2 separate regions of the Cricetulus griseus genome follow, and region 2 is linked to region 1. A link is a contact called in public Hi-C data. All regions are on one chromosome and are shown on one strand. Each heading gives the region's core, a stretch centred on a gene start, on an enhancer-like site or on the middle of the called end of the contact. The rest is flanking DNA. Distances are from core to core; before and after follow the strand shown. Region 1 has its middle 29 kb from the start of Eif2s3. Region 2 holds the start of Zfx (zinc finger X-chromosomal protein).

The links. Hi-C and Micro-C count contacts between places; a contact is called where the count stands out from the background.
Region 2: a contact with region 1 is called in a Hi-C map of fibroblasts, with 2.0 times the contacts expected there. The contact joins the promoter of Zfx here to the enhancer-like site in region 1. A contact is called at or near these places in 2 of 8 Hi-C or Micro-C datasets (the CHO-K1 cell line and fibroblasts).

The regions. Positions count from the first base shown.
Region 1 is chrX:75,791,144-75,797,641 of CriGri-PICRH-1.0, reverse strand. No RefSeq gene overlaps it. Among named protein-coding and RNA genes, the nearest start is that of Eif2s3, 29 kb to the right of the region's middle. Within about 2 kb of position 2,756, at least 6 of the 6 cell types and tissues checked have open chromatin away from gene starts, as enhancers often do. A contact at or near this core is called in the CHO-K1 cell line and fibroblasts, where this site is marked.
Region 2 is chrX:75,846,219-75,852,716 of CriGri-PICRH-1.0, reverse strand. Zfx (zinc finger X-chromosomal protein) reads right to left here and starts at 2,411. Exons shown (of 7, transcript XM_027431919.2): 1 at 2,091-2,411.

The DNA of each region.
Region 1 (6,498 bases), core at 1,507-4,006:
GTCCTGAGTTCAATTCCCAGCAACCACATGGTGGCTCACAATTCTCTGTAATAAGATCTGACGTCCTCTCTGACCTGCAGGCCTGTATGTAGGCAGAACATTGTATACATAATAAATAAATAAATCTTTAAAAAAATAAAAAAGAAAGCAGGCTGAGCAAGCCAGGGGAAGCAAGCCAGTAAACAGCACTCTTCCATGGCCTCTGCATCAGCTCCTGCCTCCAAGTTCCCGGCTTGTTTCAGTTCCTATTCTGACTTCCTTCAATGATGAACAGTGATGTGGAAGTATAAGCCAAATAAACCCTTTGCTCCACACCTTGCTTTTGGTCATGGTGTGTCATCACAGCAATAGCAACCCCAAAGACAAGCACTAAAGCAAGGAAATGTTTGTCTCATCCCATTTTTCCTTGTATTTATGTATATCCATCCTTCTCTTGTTAGAAATTTTCACCAAATCTATGTTTTTGGTTTTTGTTTGCCTGTTTCTTCTGGTGCAATGGATGGAACCCAAGCTTCACGACAGGCAAGTTCTCTATAATTGAGCTTCATTCTCTCTTCTGCCCTCAACCTGTCATCATTTGAATCTGTGATATCTTCAGCCATAATTTTTGTACTATTTTAATTTTGATTTTTGAGACAGGGTTTTTCTGTGTATCCCTGGCTGTCCTGGAACTCACTCTATAGATCAGGCTGGCCTCACACTCACTCTTCAGTGTGCTGGGATTAAAGGCGTACACCATCACTGCTACGAAAATTTTGCACTTATATATATTAGCTCCCAACTTTTTTCTTTTTGGTTTTTCCAGACAGGGTTTCTCTGTGGCTTTGGAGGCTGTCCTGGAACTAGCTCTTGTAGACCAGGCTGGTCTTGAACTCACAGAAATCTGCCTGCCTCTGCCTCCCTAGTGCTGGGACTAAAGGCATGCACCACTACCACCCGGCTCAACTTTTTTCTTAAGGCTCTTGGGTTTCTTATTATGCCTGAACTCCGATTATTAAAAGAATTGCTTATGTTTTGTCTCAAAGTTAACTGTTATTTGATTTTTTGAGACAGGGTTTCTCTGTGTAGCTTTGGAACCTGTCCTGGAACTTGCTCTGTAGGCCAGGCTGGCCTTGAACTCACAGAGATCTGCCTGCCTCTGCCTGCCCCCCCCCCAGTGCTTAGAGAACACTCAATGGTTTTCATTGAGTTAGTTATGACTACAAACACCACTTAGAATTTAATTTTTTCTTTGTTTTGTTTTTTAAGTTCCAGGACAGGGTCCAAAGCTACAGAGAAACCCAGTCTTGAAAAAAACAAAAAAAATAAATAAATAAAAATTTTCTTTCTTGGTTTTTGTTGTTATTGGTTTTTTATTTTTGGACACAGGGTTTCTCTATGCATGTAGCCTTGTCTGTCCTGGAACTTGTTATGTAGACCAGGCTGGTCTTGAACTCACAAAGAGCAGCCTGTCTCTGTTTCCCATTTGCTGGGATTAAAGGCCTGCACTACCACCACCTGGCAAAACTTCCTTTTTATTATTTGAAAATTTATTAGTGTGTGTGTGTGTGTGAGAGAGAGAGAGAGAGAGGGAGAGAGAGAGAGAGAGAGAGAGAGAGAGAGAGAGAGAGAGTGAGAACATGTGGAGAGCAGAGGACAACTTTGGGAAATCTGTTTTCTCCTTTCTCTATGGATTCCCAGGATAGAACCTAGGTTATCAGGCTTACCTGGCAAGCACTTTTAACTGTTGAGCCATCTTACCAGCCCTCAGTTTAAGTTCTTAAAATTTAAGAAATGGAGCTTGAATAGCTAAGAGGTTGCAAAAGTTCTGAAAATCCATTAGAAAACCACAGGATGCAAAACAAAACAAAACACCAGATTAAGCCAGGTCACCAAGAAGGCTTCAGAGGTCCTTGGTGGCCCAGAGACAGATAGCGCTAGTGTCCATCGTCACAGTAAAAATGATGTGCTTTAAAAGGCAAGAGGGTTAGCAGGCTGCGGTGGCTCACACCTACAATTCCAGTACTTGGGAAGCTAAGTCAGGAAAGGAAGATTACTGTCAGCTTCATAGAGATTTCCCAACCAGCATGGGATAAAGAGTGAGTGAGTACCTGCACCAAAAAAGAAAAATGAATAAACAAAATGAGGGTTTCAGGAGAGGAAGTGGGGAATTCTGATAGAAGCAAAGACTCTCCTTCCTACTTGAGTTCGGGCTTTTAATTTAACCGACAAGCCTCTATTGCTTTGGATATTAATTCAGCCCTTCACTGCATCTCAAATCTACTATGACTTTCCTAGAATGTTTTAATACGTAATTAAAAATTTCACCCTAAAACGAAATACAATAAGCGTTCTTGCAAACCCCAACCCCAATTTCTATTCTAAAATTAACCTATCTCATGTGCTGTTGACGATATACTTAATTGGAAACCTAGATTTAAAAACCTGGAAAAAACAACCATCTCCAAATAGAAAAAAGAAAACCTGTGACTTAAGGTTTATGGCATATAGTTTAGGTGAGCGCATACAAGCAAGAGAAGCAGACATGGAGGCGTCCCAAGCAAAGCTGCATGATGGAACACGCTCAGCGGAGCGGATGTTTGCACAAGGCTGGAGTGCACATCAGGAAAGGCGGCGCATGCATTCATGCGCACGCGTCAGGAGGTACTGGAAGCCTACATGGCGGATGTACGAGCGGGGAGCTAAAGGAGGCCACTCCTAGTTCGTTTTAAACGTTCCACGTGGAAGAAAAGCGTGGGGTGCGGAGGAGCGAGGCAGTTGCCTAATGGCTCGGCAGGCAAAGTACAGAGAAATGCGTCAGCTCCGCTCTCTGAATGACTGGCTGGTCTGGACCCACCCCCTTTCCCAGCCTCATCACTTCCTGTTTGCCTAGCACACGCTTCAAGGGCTTGTTTCGGGCCGGAAAGAGTCAAATATCTTTCCCTGCTCAATCACCCGGGCGTAGCGCACCACGCAGGCTTGGCGGCGCTTCGGGAAGCGGCAGCCGGCTCGGGAGGGGCTGGTCTCCACCTATACTCCCACGGTGGCGACGCGGCGGGGGGAAAGGGGAGGGGCGGAGGGCGTACACCGGAAGTGAACTCAGCGGAGGTCTTGACGCTGGCGCCTTCTTCCGCGTCTCGATTAAGCAGGCTCGCGCCGCGGGCATTGCCGCGGTCCACCCGCATACCCCGCCCTGAATACAACGATGAGAAAAAAATTTAATTCCCAAACAACTAGGCATTTTTATAGCAGAATTGTCTATCAAAATTGTATGTTCCAGGGCCTAGTACTCCCATGTATTAGGCCTGGGGGTTTGTGTGTGTGTGTGTGTGTGTGTGTTTTATATGTATTTTTTTCTGTTCAAAACAGGAAAGCCTCATTGACAGCATATGCTGCCTATATAATGCAGTACTATAATTTTACATGTAGTTGTAGTCTGCTGAAATGACTGATCTGTCTCTGCAGCAATAGCATACATAAATATTATGCTTTTAGGTCTGGTGAGATGAGTCAGCTAGTAAAGGTGCCTGCTGCCAAGCCTGACAGCCGAGTTTGATCCAGGGATTCATAAGATGGAAGTTCTCGGACCTACACATGGGCTGTGACAATATCCCCCCCCCTGCACACTATAAATAAAATAAATGTAATTTTAATAATTGAATAAACAAATATGTTTTTAGATGTTCTTAATATATGCTGGGGCTGGAGAGATGGCTCAGTGGTTACAAGTACTTAATTGCAATTGCAGAGGACCGGCATCAGGCGGCTCACACTTGATTTTAACAGTTTCAAAGGGATCCGATGCCTCTGGCTTCTGCAGATACTCGCACACACGTGCATACCCAGAAAACACACACATACACATACATATAATTTTTAAAAAATAAAAAAATCTTAAAACTGTACTATTGTTAGCCGGGCTGTGGTGGCGCACGCCTTTAGTTCCAGCACTTGGGAGGCAGAGGCAGGCGGATCTCTGTGAGTTCGAGACCAGCCAAGTTCTAGGACAGCTTCCAAAGCCACAGTTAAACCCTGTCTCAGAAAGAAAGAAGGAGAAAAGACTGTGCTATTGTTTTATTGCCTATTCTGTCTGCATGCATGAGTGTACAGTGCACCACGTGTGTGCCTGGTGCCTGCTGAGGCTGAGAAAGGGCTTGAATCTTCTGGAACTAGAGTTACAAACTGTTGAGTTGCCACGTGGGTACTGAGAATCGAACCCAGGTCTTCTGCAAGAACAGCCAGTACTCTTAACTGCTGAGCCATCTCTCCAGCCCCTAAAAAAGGAAATATTTAAAAAATATATAATTGTGTACTATAAATACAAATATGAGTTGGGCGTGGAAGGCTGAGGCAAGAGGATCTCTGTGAATTCAAGTCTGCCCGGTCTATATACTGAGCTCCAGGACAACCAAGACTACATAGTGAGATCATGTCTCAGAAAAAAAAAGTAAGCAAATAAATAGCTAGGAGTGGTGGCACATGCCTTTAATGTCAGCATTCAGGAGGTAGAGGCAGGCAGATTTCTGTGAGATTAAGGCCAACCTGGTCTGCCATAGTGAGTTCCAGGACAGCCAGGAGTATGCAGAGAGGACCTGCAGATAGATAGATAGATAGATAGATAGATAGATAGATAGATAGATAGATAGATAGATAGTCATCCCTCCACTCGTTTTTAAATTGTAATTGTGTGTGTGTGTGTGTGTGTGTGTGTGTGTGTGTGTGTGCGTGTGTGCGCGCGCGCGCGTGCGCGCGCCCGCGCTTATGAGTGATGGTGCCTACAGAAGCTAGAGGCATTGCATCCCCCTGGAGCTGGAGTTACTAGTGGTTATGAGCTACCTGAAGACTCCAGTCCTCTGAAAGAGGGTTACTACTTTTAACTCCTGAGCCATCACTCCAGCCTCAGACAAGTTCTTTAAGTCTTACTGATAGTTAAGGGCTGGTGAGTGAAATAGCTTAGCAGATAAAGGTGCCTCGTGACTAGCCCTATGGCCTGAGTTCAATGCGCAGGACCAGATGGAGGAAGCAGAGAACTGGCTCCTTCAAGTTGTCCTCCATATGTGTCATGGAATCCGTGCATGCCTGCACAATGACATGCATGTATGGACATGCTCACTCACACATACAAAATAAATTATAATTTTTTCAAATTTTACTGAAATTTTGATTGAGATCACATGGAATGGAAGGAAAAATTTGGAGACATTGACATCTCTATAATAGAATTATCTCAACCAAGAATAGTGTATTTTCTAATTGTTCATATCTTTTGGATTTCTAGCAAAATGCTAGATTTATCCACGCATATATATCTTATTCCAGTTAAATGTATGCCTGAATATTTTTATCTATTGCATTTTTATTGTGTATGCTAGCTAGATAAGGAGTAATTTTACATTTTTATCTCTAATTTCATCACGTTTTCTGATTGGATAACCTATACTTTATAAGTAATGTTTTGTCTTTCCGATTACCAGTATATATACCTCATTTGCTAAGTGTTGGAGAACAATACTGCAGAATTGAAGTGGGAAATGTCAGTCTGGGATTGCTCTAGAGAAGAGCCTGGAGTTAAGCCCAATGACATTTCATCCTCTGAATTTCATTCTGGTTGCTCCATTAATCCACAATTCTTACACATTCCCTTTGGAGACAGTCTTGTTGTGTAACTCGGAGTAGCTCCAAACTTAGAATTTTCCTGCCTCAGCCTCCTGACTGCTTGAATTACAGATGTGAGTGACTATACTTGGCTTCTTGTTTGTTTTTCTTTGTGGCTTTGTTTTTATGCAATGTAAAAACTTTCAATATCTATGGCACTGAGATATCCCTAAGCTCTGATGCTTCAGTAAGGTTTTCTTTTCATTGCTAATGGAGTGGAAACTGGAGCCCTGGGACATACTAGACAAGTGTTCTACCACTGACTTGTAGCCTAGGCCCACTGTTTCAATAAATATGATGGCTTGATAGTTTAGTATACTATACAACTTCATTTTCTACATTCACATATGTTCTTTCTTAAAATTACTTTATCTTTTTAGATTTATTTATGTATACAGTGTTCTGTTTCATGTATCCCTGCAGGCCAGAAGAGGGCACCAGATCTCATTACAGATGATTGTGAGCCATCATGTGGTTGCTGGGAATTGAACTCAGGACCTCTGGAAGAGCAGCTAGTGTTCTTAAACACTGAGCCATCTCTCCAGCCCCTTAAAATTCCTTGCATTGTATCAAATACATCTCTAAGTCATTTCTCCCGCAATTTCTAAAGCATTCATATGGCTACAAGAATGCAATAGTTGCTGGATTTTACTTTTTAAAAATTTTTAAAAATTATGGGCCAGGCATGGTTGTACATGCCTCTTTTTCTGTTTGTTTTGTTTCTTTGAGACAGGGTTTCTCTGTAGCTTTGGAGCCTTTCCTGGAACTTGCTCTGTAGACCAGGCTGGTCTAAAACTCGAAGAGAACCTCTTGTCTCTGCTTCTGCTGGGATTAGAGATGTGTGTTGCCACTGGATGCTTGAGC
Region 2 (6,498 bases), core at 1,162-3,661, 55 kb before region 1:
AGTTTCACCAGTCTTAATTTTCAACGATGGTGAATTAAATTATAGCAAACCCTTCTCTATTTACCACAGAAATATTAACCCTGAGCAAAACGTTATTTACAGCGAGTACAGAAAAAGGGAGCAGCTGTCTAATGAAAACAGATCATTCAAAATGTAATGAAATTCTTTTTAAAAAGGTAATAAAATCTGGCTCTGACCACTCTTTGTAATCGTCATCTCGATGAAAACACTGGCCAACCTACAACCTACTTCTCTCAAACTTATCCTAGCCGATGTGATAGCTATCGAGCAGAGATCCGGGTGTGTTCAGCTTGCCAGTCTGAAGGCTCCCCTGCTGCGTCCCCCACAAACAGAAAACCCTTTCGCCTGTCACAAAGCAAACCACCTTTCCAAGCCTTGATTCCTCACTTCCTACCTATGCTGTCCACATCTCAGCCAAACAGTAAATACTTGCAGTTCTCTGAACAAACTTCACCCTTGAAATGCCCTTTGCCTGTCCCGGCCACCACCTAAAAACGCCCCGGTCTGTAACCTCAAAATACCAACTATTTCAGGAACCCTTTCCTGATGCTTCAAATGGAAACCATGCCTTCTCTGAAACCCACAGCGCTCGGACGGAGCCTTCGCAGCACTTGGTGCATTTCAGCCTTCGCTCATCTGCCTCGGAACAAACCTGCAGCCAGCACGTACAAGAACCTCCTTCATCTTTCTTAGCACCTAGTACCAAGCACCGCTAACACGGGACTCCGAGTTCACCAGTGAAGTTGTGCGCGGTGCAATCAAGACAACTTTCACGGGGTAGAATTCCACTTTCAAACTTCAGAAATAATCTACCACAGCAGACCAATGTACGCTAGGTAATAATACATCACATTTCGTTGTTCGTTACGAAAATAACTTCCCTTCCCTTTTGTTTTCCTCAATTTAAAAAAAAGTATATACCAAAATTTAAATGCAGCCTCCCAAGAAACTGGTTTCGACAGAAAGAAATACAAAAAAAACTTCCCTCCGATAGTTAGTCTTCCGCTTTCGTAGGATGCCTTTTTCCCCTATTGGTCAAAAGAGTGGTGAGAACTTTCCCATCATTTTTCTGTCTTTATTCACAGACTCGTGAAAGCAACGATTGGCGGAAAACAACCGCATCAGGGTCACCCTAACGGCCATGTCTTACTTTCTCTGAGGAAAAAAGATAATAAAATGTCTCCGGTTCTACCACTGCCACCGGTGCGGATCACCCTGAAGAGGCAGCAAGCGCCTGGGAAAGGCTCGAAGCCCCGGGGCAATACAGATGAGGTGGCTCTGGCGCCAGGACGGCCGCGATGGCCGCCTGCGGCTGCTAGGCTGAAATGCAGCGGAAACAGCAGCGAGTCACGGGGCTGTGGGAGGCTGGGCAGGAAGGTGGCGCTGCCGCCAAGCGCCTGGAATCCAAGTGCTCATCATGGCGGCGAGGGCAATGGCCGCCATGGGGAGCGAACACGCCCCTCCGCGCACACTCGACGCCGCGCCCGGGCTCCGGTGCCTGTCGCCAGCGCCGCCGCGGCCGCTGCCCGCTCTCACACCCCCCCTCACGGGCTGTAGCGGAATTTTCTCCTCAGACGCCGCCTTCAAGATGGCGGCTCCCCCTCCCGGCAACCCCCTCAGTCGTCCCCTGCAGCAGGCGCCGATCGGCCGCCATCTTGTCCCCCGTCCCTCTTTCCCCCCCCTCGCCCATATTTACATAGCGAAAATCGGCCGGGCCGGCCTGCGGCCTTCACCTCATGCCTGCAGCCTTAGCCTCCTCGCCAGGCCTCGCCCCCTCACGGTGCCCCGGGTCGGCTGCGTCGTCCACCCAAGACCCCTCAACCGCCTCCCCAACCTCCGGGCAACACTGCCCCGGCCCCCGCCCGTTTACAGAGAGCGCCTTAACCGTCGTTCTGAACGCCCGGGCGCCACCCCAGGCCTAACTGCGGCCTCCTCGGGGCCTGCACGGCGTCGCGCGCCACGCCGCCCGGCCTAGCGCGGGAGGGCGCCTTACGGGCCGCCGACCAGGCCGGGACCAGGCCGCCGCGCGCGCACCAGGCCCCACGGCCGCAGCGGCACCCCAGACTTACCGGACGGGCGTGCGGCGGTCGGCGACGGTGGCGGGTGCTGCAGGCCGGCCTTTCTCTGGAGCACTGGGCCGGGCTCCGGCTGGTGGGGCGGGCGGAGGGAGGGAGGAGGGGCCGAGCTCGGAGCTGACAAAAAGCGGCCCAGCTCCCCGGCACGGGCCCGCCGTCAGCACGTCACGTCACCGCCGGGGAGAGAGACCCAGGAAAATGCGGAAGGATAGATGGGCCCCCTCCTCCGCCCGGTGGGTCCTCCTGACGCCCCGGGTTGGCGCCGTTCACGCCCCGCAACCGGGGAGCCCAGTGGCCTCGCTGCGGCGGGGTCTCCGGCGGCCCGAGTTTCCGTGACAGCGCCCCCCTTCTTTCCACCTCCGCGCTCCCGCCCGCCACCGCCGCCACACACACACCGCTGCCACCGCCGCCTCGGCTGTAAAGTCCGCACGAGGCCGTGGTCCGCCGACCCCGTCGAGAGGCGGGAGGCCCGGGCCGCCCCCCACCATGTTTGTGGGCCGCAACCACCCCCTGGGGGCCTCCAGGGAGACCTACCGCCTCTCTGCGAGGGTCCTGGCCTGAGGCGGTGGCTCCAGTGGTTTGCAGGCCCTCAGACCCCCTCCCGCCGTAAATGTGTGTGTTTTTTTTTCATCCCCGGTGCCTGGGGAAGAAGATAAATTTAGCAACCCCCGCCGTCTCCTGTCTTCCTTTTAAAAAAACAACTTTCAAACAAAATGAAAATGGGCTTGCCAATTTGAATGGTGTGTGTGTGGGGGGGGGTCTCTAGAACAACTACCGAACCCTTTAAAAATTTTTACATAAATAAGCTGTCAGGTCAAATAGGTCTGGTAGGGGTACATTTTAAAGACTATCACACTGCAGTGAACAGGAATTTTTTTAGTGGTATACTTTCTAGACACGTGTATTAACATTGTTTGGCGTGTGTAAATTTTAACTTTTATGTATGTATCAGTAATCATGTTATACATTCTTCCATAAATATCTAGAAAACAAGATTTTTTAAAATAAAATTCTTAAACAAGTCTCTTAAAGTTTAAGAAGATAGAGAAGGGAAAATGTGAGTCAACAAAATATGAACTTAAAAAAATCAGAATTTTGTCTTTTCCTCAGTCCAGCTTACTACGTTACCTTTCTTTCTTTTTCTTTTTTCCCCTTCAAGACAGGCTTTCTCTGTGTAGCCCTGACTGTCCTGGAACTCACTCTATAGACGAAGCTGGCCTCGAACTCAGCTTCGCCAGCCTCTGCCTCCTGAGCACTAGGATTAAAGGCATGTCCCACCACACCAGTCTATGTTACAGTCCTATACTGAATAAGAGACCAAAACGATACTTTAACATTACCAGGAACACATTAAATGGTGTATTTTATACATAATGTACATTAATGTAGAATCTAACATGCTATAACTTTTTTATGGAGTACTGGGAGAGGTAAGAATGGGTATATAGTCCAGGCTGACAGTGAATTTGCCTCAGCTTCCCCAGTGCCCCCACTACACCCAGTTTGACATACTGGCAATGACATTGTTGATAGCTTTTACCCTAGTTAAGACATTTTCATATAAGCACACAAAAATGATAAAGCAAATAGCATACTGGTGTGAAATGCAAGACAATTTTGGCCAGACAAGGCTATTGGTGGGGGACTCTCTTAGGTAGAATCTACACTAAGATTGGAACAAATTAGCATGGACCCTGGGCAAGAATGGCATACATTATGAACTCTTTTATCATTTTCCCCCTAAGGATCTACTGGAATCTAGTAAGTCTATCTAATAACCAGATAGTAACTTTCTTCTGGGGGGGTTAGCTTCCTGCCACCAAACAAATTTTCTTTCAAATATAAATTACACTATCTTCATCATTTGTAGATAGATAGTTCCTTCAGGCAATGATACAAGCTGTATCCGCATAAAATAAAACTAAGCAAGATTACTTCAAGTAAAGAAATGAGAAAGGTTCAGGTGTGGCACACACCTTTAACCTCAGCACTCAGGAGTTTGAAGCAGGAAAAGCAAAAGTTCAGGCCATCCTGGACTACACAGGAAAACAATCTGAAAAGGTTTGGGGAAAAAAAGTTGGCAGGCAGGCACTGCATTTCCAGATGTTCCGGAAACTGAGAAGGAAGGATTCTTTCAGTATAAGTCTTGGAGGCTAGCCTCATCAATATAGTGAGACTTCATCTCAGGGTGTGTGTGTGGGGGGGGATAAGGTAGCTTATGTAGTCACATTAATACAGTTATTTAAATGGTAACCAGTGTTTAAAGTACTTTATATGGGCCTCCCTTTAATACTAGGTTTGCCCAGACGGGAATCTCTACATCAGCCACACAACCATAAACAGCACGTTCAGAACAGAAAGATGGAATGTCAGCATTCTTGTCAGTTTTTCCATTATTACCACCAACTACTCTATCAGTGGCTAAGCACTTAAGAAAAGAGCGTTCAAGGAGACTAAAGAAAAAAAAGATGCCACCTCAATTTATAAGATCAACAAATTATTGGGTATTGACAGTGTCAAAGCGCCCTTTGTGATTTCTTGGCATATATAAAGAAAATTAAATTTGATAGGAAAAGGGAAAGGATGGTCTAGTTCTATTGCTTAAATTAGATATACTTCTATTAAAGTGCAATGAAAATCCTATTAATGATTGTACAAATAAAGTCAACTATTTTTTTTTTTTAATTTTCAAAACAGGAAAAGTAGCAGGGGTATAACTCAATGGCAAAGTACTTACTTGCCTATTATGTGCAAGGTCCTGGATTTGGTAGCTAGAACTGCACCCAAAAAGGAGGAGGAGGTGAGATTTCATTAAAAATGACATCACTTATGAAACTACACTGGAACCTTGAATGTACCTAAGGTTACTGTGTCAATCAAGCCTCGGGTGATTAAGCACCAGACACCTTGTACTTAATTTCTAATAGTGTTATTGACTATAGAATCTTCTGCATCACTTCTCTGCCCTCTGGCTAAGATGAATGGGATCTTGGTGAAAGAGAACAACAAGGATGCAGTGGTTACCCTTGCAGAACTTTTCAAAAGAAGGCTCTGTGGAACGATAAAAACACTCCTGGAAAGCCCAGCTTGGTGGTAGAGGCTTGTAATCTCAAGAACTGCAGAGGCTGAGGCAGGAAGGTGGGGAATAAGATACATAGCTAGACAGACCCTGTCTCAAACAACTAACAAAAACACAGTCTTAAAGTGCTTTCATTTTTCTTAGCTAAGTAAACACAAAAGAAGAGGAAATTTTATCTGGAGAAACGGGAGAGCAGACTATTTCAAAACCTATACTACAAATACAAAAATGGCTGATTCCAAAGCAGTCAAAAGAATTTGGATGGTGTGCTACCTAACACCTATTTGTTCCTTCAGAGCTGTTCATGTATGTTAATCCAGTCAATGTTTTGCAGCTGTTTTAATCATACAAATTCTGGCCTTTTGAACATTTCTCCCACGAAAGATTAGAGCAAAAAGAAGTGGTTGATATTCACCTCATATCTGTCACTAATGGAAACCCAAACAGAAGATGATATATTACTGACTTATGAGCAAATATAGACTTGCTTGAATAAATTATGAGATACATTTATTTTGTATCCCAATGTTTAGGGTTTTTTGTTTGTTTGCTTGGCTAGTTGGTTTTTTTGAGACAGGGTTTCTCTGTGACTTTGGAGGCTGTCCTGGAACTAGATCTTGTAGACCAGGCTGGCCTTGAACTCACAGAGATCCACCTGCCTCTGCCTCCCAAGTGCTGGGATTAAAGTCAAGCACCACCACGGCTGGCTTCCAATGTTTAAGTTTTTAATTTCCTTGAGAAAAGCTATATTTTATCTGATTAGGCCCTATGAAAATTAACTGCTTGTCTGACACTAGATCCTTAAAACTACTTATACTATCCTTATACTTAACGAGCAAGTGACATCTTCTGTAGGAGTTCAATTGGCTATAATCAGTGCCAAGTAAGAATTTTTAAATCTCCAAACTTCGTGCCTACCCCAGGGAACAGAATTTTAAAATAATGATTGACAAGCAGGTAATGTTTCAAGCAATATTTTTCATAAGAATCATTAGTTAACTAAAACATTGTATAATTCTTGAAACTCACCAATTCTACCTCATGGATAATAAATTATAGGGCATGCCAAACCAACTAGCTCCACTGAAGATGGAAAAATCAATACAGTGGCCTAAAAACAAAAGGCAGTAATTGGCAGCAGCCCCGTGCCCAGATTTCAGCCGCTATTATTTTCCACTGGAGAAATCAGGGTTTCTCAGAGAAATGACTGAAGAATAGAAAAGCACAGGATGAGCCAGGAACATCTTCTACCGGAAAAACAAGAAAAGAAAGTGTCCAGGCTTTAAAAACGCTGTAGAGAAAAGTCTCAGGGGCCAGCTGGCT